Regions from separate parts of the Triticum aestivum genome. Here region 2 is linked to region 1. A link is a contact called in public Hi-C data. All regions are on one chromosome and are shown on one strand. The core of a region is the stretch at or near the end of the contact, and the rest is flanking DNA. Distances in the headings are between cores, read along the strand shown.

The links. Hi-C and Micro-C count contacts between places; a contact is called where the count stands out from the background.
Region 2: a contact with region 1 is called in a Hi-C map of leaf, with 3 times the contacts expected there. The contact joins the enhancer-like site here to the promoter of LOC123157166 in region 1. A contact is called at or near these places in 3 of 5 Hi-C or Micro-C datasets (all in leaf) and 1 of 1 datasets of contacts at active chromatin or transcription factors (leaf).

The regions. Positions count from the first base shown.
Region 1 is chr7B:393,154,863-393,159,382 of IWGSC CS RefSeq v2.1, forward strand. It overlaps LOC123157166 (lysine histidine transporter 1), which reads right to left and starts at 1,928. Exons shown (of 7, transcript XM_044575412.1): 1 at 1,721-1,928. The coding sequence starts at 1,762.
Region 2 is chr7B:393,205,379-393,209,898 of IWGSC CS RefSeq v2.1, forward strand. No RefSeq gene overlaps it. Among protein-coding and RNA genes, the nearest start is that of LOC123157166, 51 kb to the left of the region's middle. Within about 2 kb of position 2,778, at least 4 of the 8 cell types and tissues checked have an H3K27ac peak or open chromatin away from gene starts, as enhancers often do. A contact at or near this core is called in leaf, where this site is marked.

The DNA.
Region 1 (4,520 bases), core at 678-3,177:
ATGACAACGGTAACACACTTGTTTATGTTGTTTTGAATTGAATAAGCCAATCAAACAAGGCTGTGAGCCTGTGATTTCAATGTTGTGGTTGAAAGTTGAAACAAGATTACACCAAGTGGCAGCAGCTTGCAAGTAGCAGTGCTAGTTGTTAGTACTATCCTAGTTATCTTACTCCTGACACAACTAATCTATAATTAACATATTGTCGTTGGAGATTGTGACAAAGTTTATCTGCTGGATTATACCCATCGTTAGCTGTGATGCGATCTCATGGCAACAGCTGTCAAAATGCCAACGGCTATTCCAATGTACAGCAAAGTGATACTAGCAGCATAGTACAAATATACTGAACCTACTTGTAAGCGATGTTTTTGTCTACTCGTCGAATATTTTCATTACTAAATTGGTTGCACACATCCCAGGATACAGAGACCGAGGTTTAATCTTCCTTTTTGAAAAATATATTTATATTTGTATTTGAAAAATATATTTATATCTTCCCAGAATACACCCTCTGTTCTTAAATATTATAAACTGCAAAAATGTTTTATACTCCCTTCATTTTTAAATATAAGTCTTTTTAGAGATTTCAAATAGACCACTACATACGGATGTGTATAGACATATTTTAGAGTGTAGATTCACTCATTTTGCTTCCTATGTAGTCACTTGTTGAAATCTCTAGAAAGACCGATATTTAGGAACGGAGGGAGTACTTTGAAACAGGCGTCTTGATTGAGCATGTACGGTAATATTCTCTCAATGAAATTTCACGGTGGTAATGAACAGGTAGGGGGGGCCTTGATGGGTCATTTTAGGCTCCAAGGATCATCAAGTGCAAATTGCGACATGGAAATTCTTGTAAACTGCAAATTGTGGACGCTAATCCGAAGCATAGGACAAGACAAAGTAGTGAAAAGTAGAGGCGATCGTTCATATTTCATAGTCAAGAGAAGGCGTGCGGACCATGGGACAGAGACAACAAGAGACTTTTCGTTCATATTTTTGTTTTCATGTGATGTGTGAGTCGAATTTTGCTCTAGCCGAGTCAAAATTAGAGCACAAGGGCAGGCAGTCCAGAGGCCAGAAGGAATTTTCAGAGAGCTGGGGAGAGAAGGCAGAATTCGGCGGTTAATGCAAAGCAACGCAAATCACACGGACCGTATGACGGGCATGATACGTAGATACTTTTATTTAATTGCTGCATCTTCTAGAGAGCGAGAAAAGAGGAGCCGAGGCAAAAAGTAGTACTAGTAGCAAGAGAAATCAAGAGTGTGAAGGTGCGAGGAAGGAAGGCGGGTTTTGTTTTCACGTGCGGAAGACGAACTGGTAGGGTACCGGTGTAGCTACGAACTGGCTCGGCGGGGCCATCCATCCGGATGGTGTTTTGGCTGGTGGGTGTGCCACTAGCTGCCGGAGGGGAGACGGAAGGGGATCCTCCATTCCTCCCCCATGGAAACGCATCCAAGAAGCCGCTTTTTGCCCCCCGCCTTTTCGTCCGGGTTTGTCCATTTCACGTCATGTCCACCTCTGACTCTGAAGCTGGCTCCATGCTTCTCGCACCAACTCAGATTCTTGATTCTCTCTCTTTCCATCTATCTAAACCTTTTACTGGGTATCTTCTTTTCGGTTGATTAACAAGATGATTTGTGACTGTAATTTTCTTAACAGCGAGAGGGGGAGAGGGAGAGAGATTAATTGCTCAGCAGGGAGCACGTACCTTGGCCGGCGGTTCGAAGTTCTCCGCTGCCTGCGTCCCCATGTTCTGCCGGCCGGGCCTTGTCTTGAGCAATGGAGAGTAAACAGAACAGAGGGGGATGTGTGAGAGGAGGATGTGCAGAGAGAGAGAGAGAGAGAGAGAGAGAGAGCGAAAGAGATATAAAGAGCGTCGGACTGGTCTGTTCTTTATAGAGCAGAGCAAGAGCAGAGCAGGGAGCGCGCGGAGTAGGCTGTGAACGCGCGGGCGCAGATATCGCGCCAGGTTGACCGTTGACTCCAGCGCGGCAGCAGCAATCCGGGCCCTCTGTGCGGCTGGCTGCGCCGAGCGCGACGCCCTGTCCGTCAGATCTGGCTTCTACGGCCTACATGAGTCAGTCAGGCTCCGCTCGGTCGGCTTTACTTCTTTTTTTTTTCGTCACGCAGACAAATAAGCTTGAGGAAAATGGCACATGAAAACCAAGGAACGGGGGCTTTGGGAAAGACGGGGGCTCGTGACATGAAGCGGCAGAGCACTAGGGGTGCTCCAAGGTCCATCAAAACACGACAGATTCTTGTTTTTTGACGATCCAAAATACTCCTCCTCCTCCTCGTGATGTCCAGGACCAGCGCAGTTCATGCAGTAATTCACATTCGACGGGCTCCCCATTTGGCGCAGCGTGTAAGTTTACAAGAGAGAAACATATCGCAAAGGCCTGATTCGTCTACATTTTCTTTTCACCTCCATCGGTGCATCTGGCGCCATTTGGACTGCACGAGCACATACACTGGCAGCTGTGGCTGGCTAGCAGGGGAGTTCGATGCCCAGCTGTACGCGTATGTATGTAGGCGCGGGATTAAACAAAACAATTCGATCGAGCTGTTTGAGGGAGACGTGCCCATGAAATGCACGGCCATGGCCGGCTTCTTGCCATTGATTCGGTTCATTCTTTTCCTTTTATTACTACTCCTAGAAAACGATTTGTTTGAGTGGGTGCCCGTGGACGCTTGGTTAAATCCATCACGCCTACTTGTTGTCTCTAACGATAACGATACAACAAGGGGGGCGAAACATATATACACATTGGGTTTGTCCTTCTCCATGCGAGCCCTAGCTATGATACGCAGCACGGTGCAAGAATCATATTCCCGCTTTTTTTTGTCTCGTGGAATCCGGCATAATTACTTGCTACATATGCATTGCTCCGAGGGAGCAGATTCCACACTGCAATTCGGTTGGAAATTTCACTGTGGGCGTGCTTGAAAGTGCACCTACTGCCAGGGTTGTCTCCAGGAATTTGGGGGCCTGTGGTGAACTTCAAATTGCAGCCTCAGTTTTTTAAAATCATATAACTAAAGGACTATCTTGAAAAAGTCTTATACCTACCCAAGAAATACCTCATGCTAAAGCATCCAAATATTTGCTCGAATACACAATATAAGTAGAACTGAAACTTGATGTTGAACGATCGGACAAAATAGACAAAATATGACAAAAATTAATATGAGGATACAAAAGAGTACCTGATCCACAGGTTCCTTCGTGCGTGCCTCCTATATCTGTAGACACTCCTGTTGTGGGCATCGATGAAATCATCATCTTGTTTTTCGACAAATCAAATTGAAATAAATATGGAGAGAATTTATGTTTAATGGATACATGATTCTTTTTCACTACAGCTCATTGTTCAAGTGCATCAATTTATAAATCAACACATGCAACATTAGTTTGGAAATCAACAAATACAACATGTCAGTTCAATTGCATCTGCTATTTGTTATATGCCTGTCTCGGTAAAAGAAATTACCCAGTGTACTTTTGGCTTCCGAGGTGCATCAATCATGGGCGAGGGGGAGGCAGGGGAAGGCGCCCAGCAGTAGCAGTACAAGGGTTGGACCGGTTGGGCATACACTGGGGAGCACTTGTATGAACGACATGGTGGGGCTAGCTAGCACAAAGTAGCTAGCAGGCCGAGCTGGATTAAGGAAGAGCAGCGGCCGGCGGCAGATTGCAGTAGAACATCAAGGGGATTAGAGGCGGCACGAGCATACAAGGAAGACGACTGGGGGTGGGGGCTAGTGTCGGTGTCAAAACCGGCGGATCTCGGGTAGGGGGTCCCGAACTGTGCGTCTAAGGCTAATGGTAACAGGAGGCAGGGGACACGATGTTTACCCAGGTTCGGGCCCTCTCGATGGAGGTAATTCCCTACTTCCTGCTTGATTGATCTTGATGATATGAGTATTACAAGAGTTGATCTACCACGAGATCGTAGAGGCTAAACCCTAGAAGCTAGCCTATGATTATGATTGCTCTGGTCCTACGGACTAAACCCTCCGGTTTATATAGACACCGGAGGGGGCTAGGGTTACACAGGATCGGTTACAAAGAAGGAGATCTACATATCCGAATTGCCAAGCTTGCCTTCCACGCAAAGGAGAGTCCCATCCGGACACGGGACGAAGTCTTCAATCTCGTATCTTCATAGTCCAAAAGTCCGGCCAAAGTATATAGTCCGACTGTCAGAGGACCCCTTAATCCAGGACTCCCTGAGTAGCCCCCAAACCAGGCTTCAATGACGATGAGTCCGGCGCGCAGATTGTCTTCGGCATTGCAAGGCGGGTTCTTCTCCAAATTCTTCAGAGTACCTGTTGTAACGAGCAGTGTCCGGCTTCCCATTAATGTTGCACTCCTCGGCTTCTGTGCTTTAATAATGGATATCTCCACGTGTCGAGCGGATGCGAGCAGTCGGGGCATTTTTTTCATTTGCCACCTTGACCATGCAAGTAGATCGTCTATTTAAAGAGTTAAGGATCCTCAGATCCAA
Region 2 (4,520 bases), core at 1,528-4,027, 51 kb after region 1:
GTATATGGGCTGGGCCAAGATCTTATTGAGGGCCTAGCCCCACCCTACACCCTACTGGATCCACCCTTGACTAAAATGTTAGGAATTGGTCATAAAGCAAATCCTTCGACGGTTTGCAATCCACGGATATATTGCGACGACAGTTGATGAATTGATTGGAAGATTTTACAGAAGAAAAAAACATTACAATAAGGGGAAATGTGGAATTCAATTGTAATTATATTGTAGTCTATCTCTCTTAGCTATACCGTGTCCAAATGGTTTAAACTATTGTAGTACTGAACTTTGCAGCTGATTATGCAGGGTACTATCAAACATCATGTGACCCTGTTTGTGAGATTGAATCATCATAGTACAATGAATGTCACATACTACTAGCATCTAGCCATCTACGACCTTTTCTGCTTCAGATAAATCCATGCAAAAGGCTACAGAAAGTGAGATTCCTAGTGGGAGATCAATCAGATCACTCTCCATCCTCCTCGCCTATGGTGGGCCTGACTTAGATTCATGCACAGCCAACAACCGGTGAGGATAAAATATTCCTTTCACCTTGCGACCCAAACATTTTGGAAAAATGTAGCTACCTAACTCTGGGGTTCCAAAAAGGAAAAGGAGGAAGCAAATTGGGTGAACGCCCAGCCAAAGTAGCCTTTTCGGCTGCACGTCACCTCAGCATCATGCACTGATCATCATAAGAGCCATGCTTAATTAGCATATGTTAAAAATACTCCGAGATGCATATCCATCTATCGAGGACCAATCTTTACACAAAGCACGATACCAAGATTTATTAACAAGGTTTGTTGAACACCAGCTAATCTCTAGGGCATGCCTATAAGCGCTTCTCGGCACCTTGGCCACCCGGGCGCCGACACAAAACCATCGCTTCCCCCTGCATGCCTGTCCAACAACAAATAGTCTGCAAATTCATCTGCTGATGAGGTATTATGCGTCTGCTCAAAGTAAAAATCAATGAATATCGCACCAATGCTATAGTTGATGTAAGAAATGTCGGACTTTATACGTTCTGTACAAGTCCTCTCTTATGTTTATTGCAAAGGTTGTGCTATTATGAGTTGCCTGGTATTTCCCTAAGACCCTACTCCAACATTTAGTTAATTTAACGCAAATAAAAAAGATGATCGGGGAATACTTAATTTGTGTGCTCCATAAACAAGATAATATACTTGATTACTAACAAAATTGACCCCAGATATATATAGCTGGTTGACAACCCATAAACCTGGGAGGTGGACCGATCAATCATGCAATACAAGCTAGCAACTACTCCCTCTGTAAACTAATATAAGAGCGTTTAGATCACTATTTTAGTATTCTAAACGCTTTTATATTAGTTTACGGAGGGAGTACATGTGATGATGCGACCGGCATGCCCACTTAAGTATTGATCGCGAAAAGAATACTTGACTAATTAACTGGCCAAATCATCCAACTGATTCCTCTGTATTATCGGGGTGGTAGGATACATATATTTGGATTAGCTGGCAGTAGCAGGTCATGCCATGTGACGGAGACTAGCTAGAAAAGAGAGCCGGATTCTTCGGGAATTTCGTGTGAATGATGCGGCAACTGGCAGGCGCTCATTCAAGCTGTTCACAACTTGACAGGGCGACCCTCGCCAAACGAACAAAAAACTTGACAAGGCGGCACCAATCTATTCAGACAAGGGGCTCCTCTTTGTTCGATATGCACTGTCAGCAAATTATGCTTGGTCCGAAATATCTCTCTTTCTGAGTCTGTTTTTGCGCTGGTCTAGGTCTATCATGTACGCCCGCGAGAAAAATACTTCTAACCGGTACATGCATGCATGTGGCTTTCAAAGGGTGACGAGGATTCCTCGGTGCAAGTACATATCTGAAAGACTTGGCGTGTGAATATCAATCCACACCCACCCCGCTCCAAAAACGCAAGAGAACAAGCGCATGGAACAATATATACGACGGTTGCTAGCAAACAGGGAGAGGCGCCAAGAGTCAAGCAAATGATGGTAAAAGAATTGTCCGCGGTTGCATCCGTACGCGATCGTTACGGCAACAAAGATCACCACCCGGAGGAGTTTGAATTTGCTTCGCACCTACGCAGTTTTGTAGAGTAGCACTCACAGATTTATCTGCAGTTCTCCGGCCTCAAGCAGTGAAGAAGAAGAAGAAGTTGTTTCTGCTGACAGCGAGCAGAGAGGGAGGGGGTTTACTTGACTTTGAATATTATAGTAAATCCGTAAAGGCGAGTGGCACACATTTGCTGACTCCATCCTTAGGGCTCTGACCAAATCAGCACGCGGATCCCTCCGCCTGCGTGCGCTTCACTGTCAAATCCCTTGTTTCTGGTTCCGAATTGAGCTCCTCGTCGCACGGACTGATATGAAACCCAACATCCCACTATGCCCATGTCCATATGCTGCGTCGCTGATTCATCGTACCGAGTGCTTCTTTCCCGCAGCCGCAGGAAAAGTAATACCGCAATACTCCCTTCCTTCGAAAATACTTGTCATCAAAATGGGCAAAAGGGGATGTATGTAGAACTAAGATACATCTAGATACATCCCCTTTTATTCATTTTAATGACAAATATTTCCGGACGGAGGGAGTACTACTTTTTGCAAGGATCAAGTAGTCAATAAAGCTTCATTTTTGTTCGGCATCCTTCTCATCCTCTCCTCTCCCATTTTGTCGCATGCATGGGAGCCGTAAGCATAACGTGGTGTATACATAATCCATTGTGTATTCAGTTAATTAACGAGGCAACATGGTCAACTTGTCATGTGTCCATACGCCGTTGGCGTAATGCTGCAGCAATGAAGAGCCCGCAAGCCATCCATCAGCTTGATGGCGACGATCGAGTTGACGATTTGACCCAATTACGTGCGTCCAACGAAGGCGCCGCGGGTCCCGCTCCCAGCGCACGCATACGCGTTTCGTGTTGACTTGTCAGAAGAGAAGAGAGAATCAAGTGACGTCGCGCTGCTGCCCTTCTTGTGCAGCAAAAACGGGAGCATGTGACGCCCCGTACACCTTCAGCTCAAAAAAGATCACCTTATCCAGTCGAACGTGGACACTCGGCAGGTCTGCAGTCCGGTGGCCCAAACCGACCACAAACGTGCAGGCGGTCCGCCTAATCACTAAGACCAACTCCACCGCGCGACCCTATCCTGTCTGCTCCCGTCCGTTTGGGGTAAAAGGGACAAACAAGACGGCCTAGCGTGCGGGCGCAAACGGACTTTGTGTCCGCTTTGTGTCCGCTTTCGACCCATCCCCAGCTCAAACTTGCGCCGGTTTTGGGGTGAAACGGACAGCGCGCGGACGGGCGGAACGTGCGCGCTTGTCCTCCCCTGGCCTGCCTGTCAGTGGGAGAAACCAACCCCCCCACACGCCCATTTGGCGCCATTTGCCCCAAACCCTCCCACGTCCCTCCCGCCGCCCCCTCTCTCCCCCGTCCATGGCCGACGCCCCGCCGAGTTCCGGCGGCCTGGCCGTCGACCCGCCCGCAAAGGTGAAGAAGAAGGCGCCAAGGAAGCCGCGGTCGGAGTGCACGCCGGAGGAGATTGCCAAGTTGGACGCGGAATCGGCGAAGAGGAGGGAACGGAGAGCGGTCGTCAAGGTCAATGCCGTCGCGGCCAAGAGAGCCGCCCAACGCGAGGAGCTGGAGGCCGCGCGGCGCAAGGCCGCTGCCGACGAGAAGGAAGACCTCGTCAACAAAGCGCACGCCATCCTCATGCTTGGCATGGGCCGTCCTGCCGGGTTCCCTGCAGCGGCCGTCGGCCCGGCGAGCACCGGCTCGTCGGTCGCCCGGCCTACGCACTGCCAGTCGCCGACGTCGCGCACCACGCCCATGTCGCCCGGCTTCCCTCCGCCAAGGCACGACGGCCAGACCCGTTTCTCGGGGTCGCCGGAGGTGGGCTTGTCCGCGCCGTCCACACCGCGCCCCGCGGTCGTCATCGACCTCAACGTCACGCCCGGGTCCAGCAGCGACGGGCGGCCGTCCGTAGAGATGCTAAGAAAGCAGGCACGGGCACCGTTCACGGGCACCATGCCGGCCCCCCGTGTCTTGTTTGACGGAATGCCAACCCCAACGCCAGCGGTCGACGAAGCGAAGGAGGTGGCCCTCGCGATCATGAGCGTGGACTTGTCGAAGATGAGCGACAAGACGAGGGCCTGGTTCGAGGCCAGGCAGAAGGAGATGCTCGACGCCAAGGCCTGAACTAGGTCGTCCGATCGGCGTGGCCGTTCTTTTTGAGGCTGGCATGGGTGCCGCCCGCCCGTCGGGCCGCTGGCAGTGTGCCGGCGAGAAAACATTCATTTTGGAGGCCGGCTGTGTTGCCGGCCGCTGGCTGTGTTGCCGGCGAGGAGAACTATTCATTTTGGAGGCTGGCTGTGTTGCCGGCCGCTGGCTGATGCCGGCGATGGACGTGTAGGCCGCTGCCTCTGTTGCCGGCGTGATGAACCGGGGCCGCTGGCCTGAACTACGGCTTGGCATTTGAAATGTTGCTTTTAGTTTTT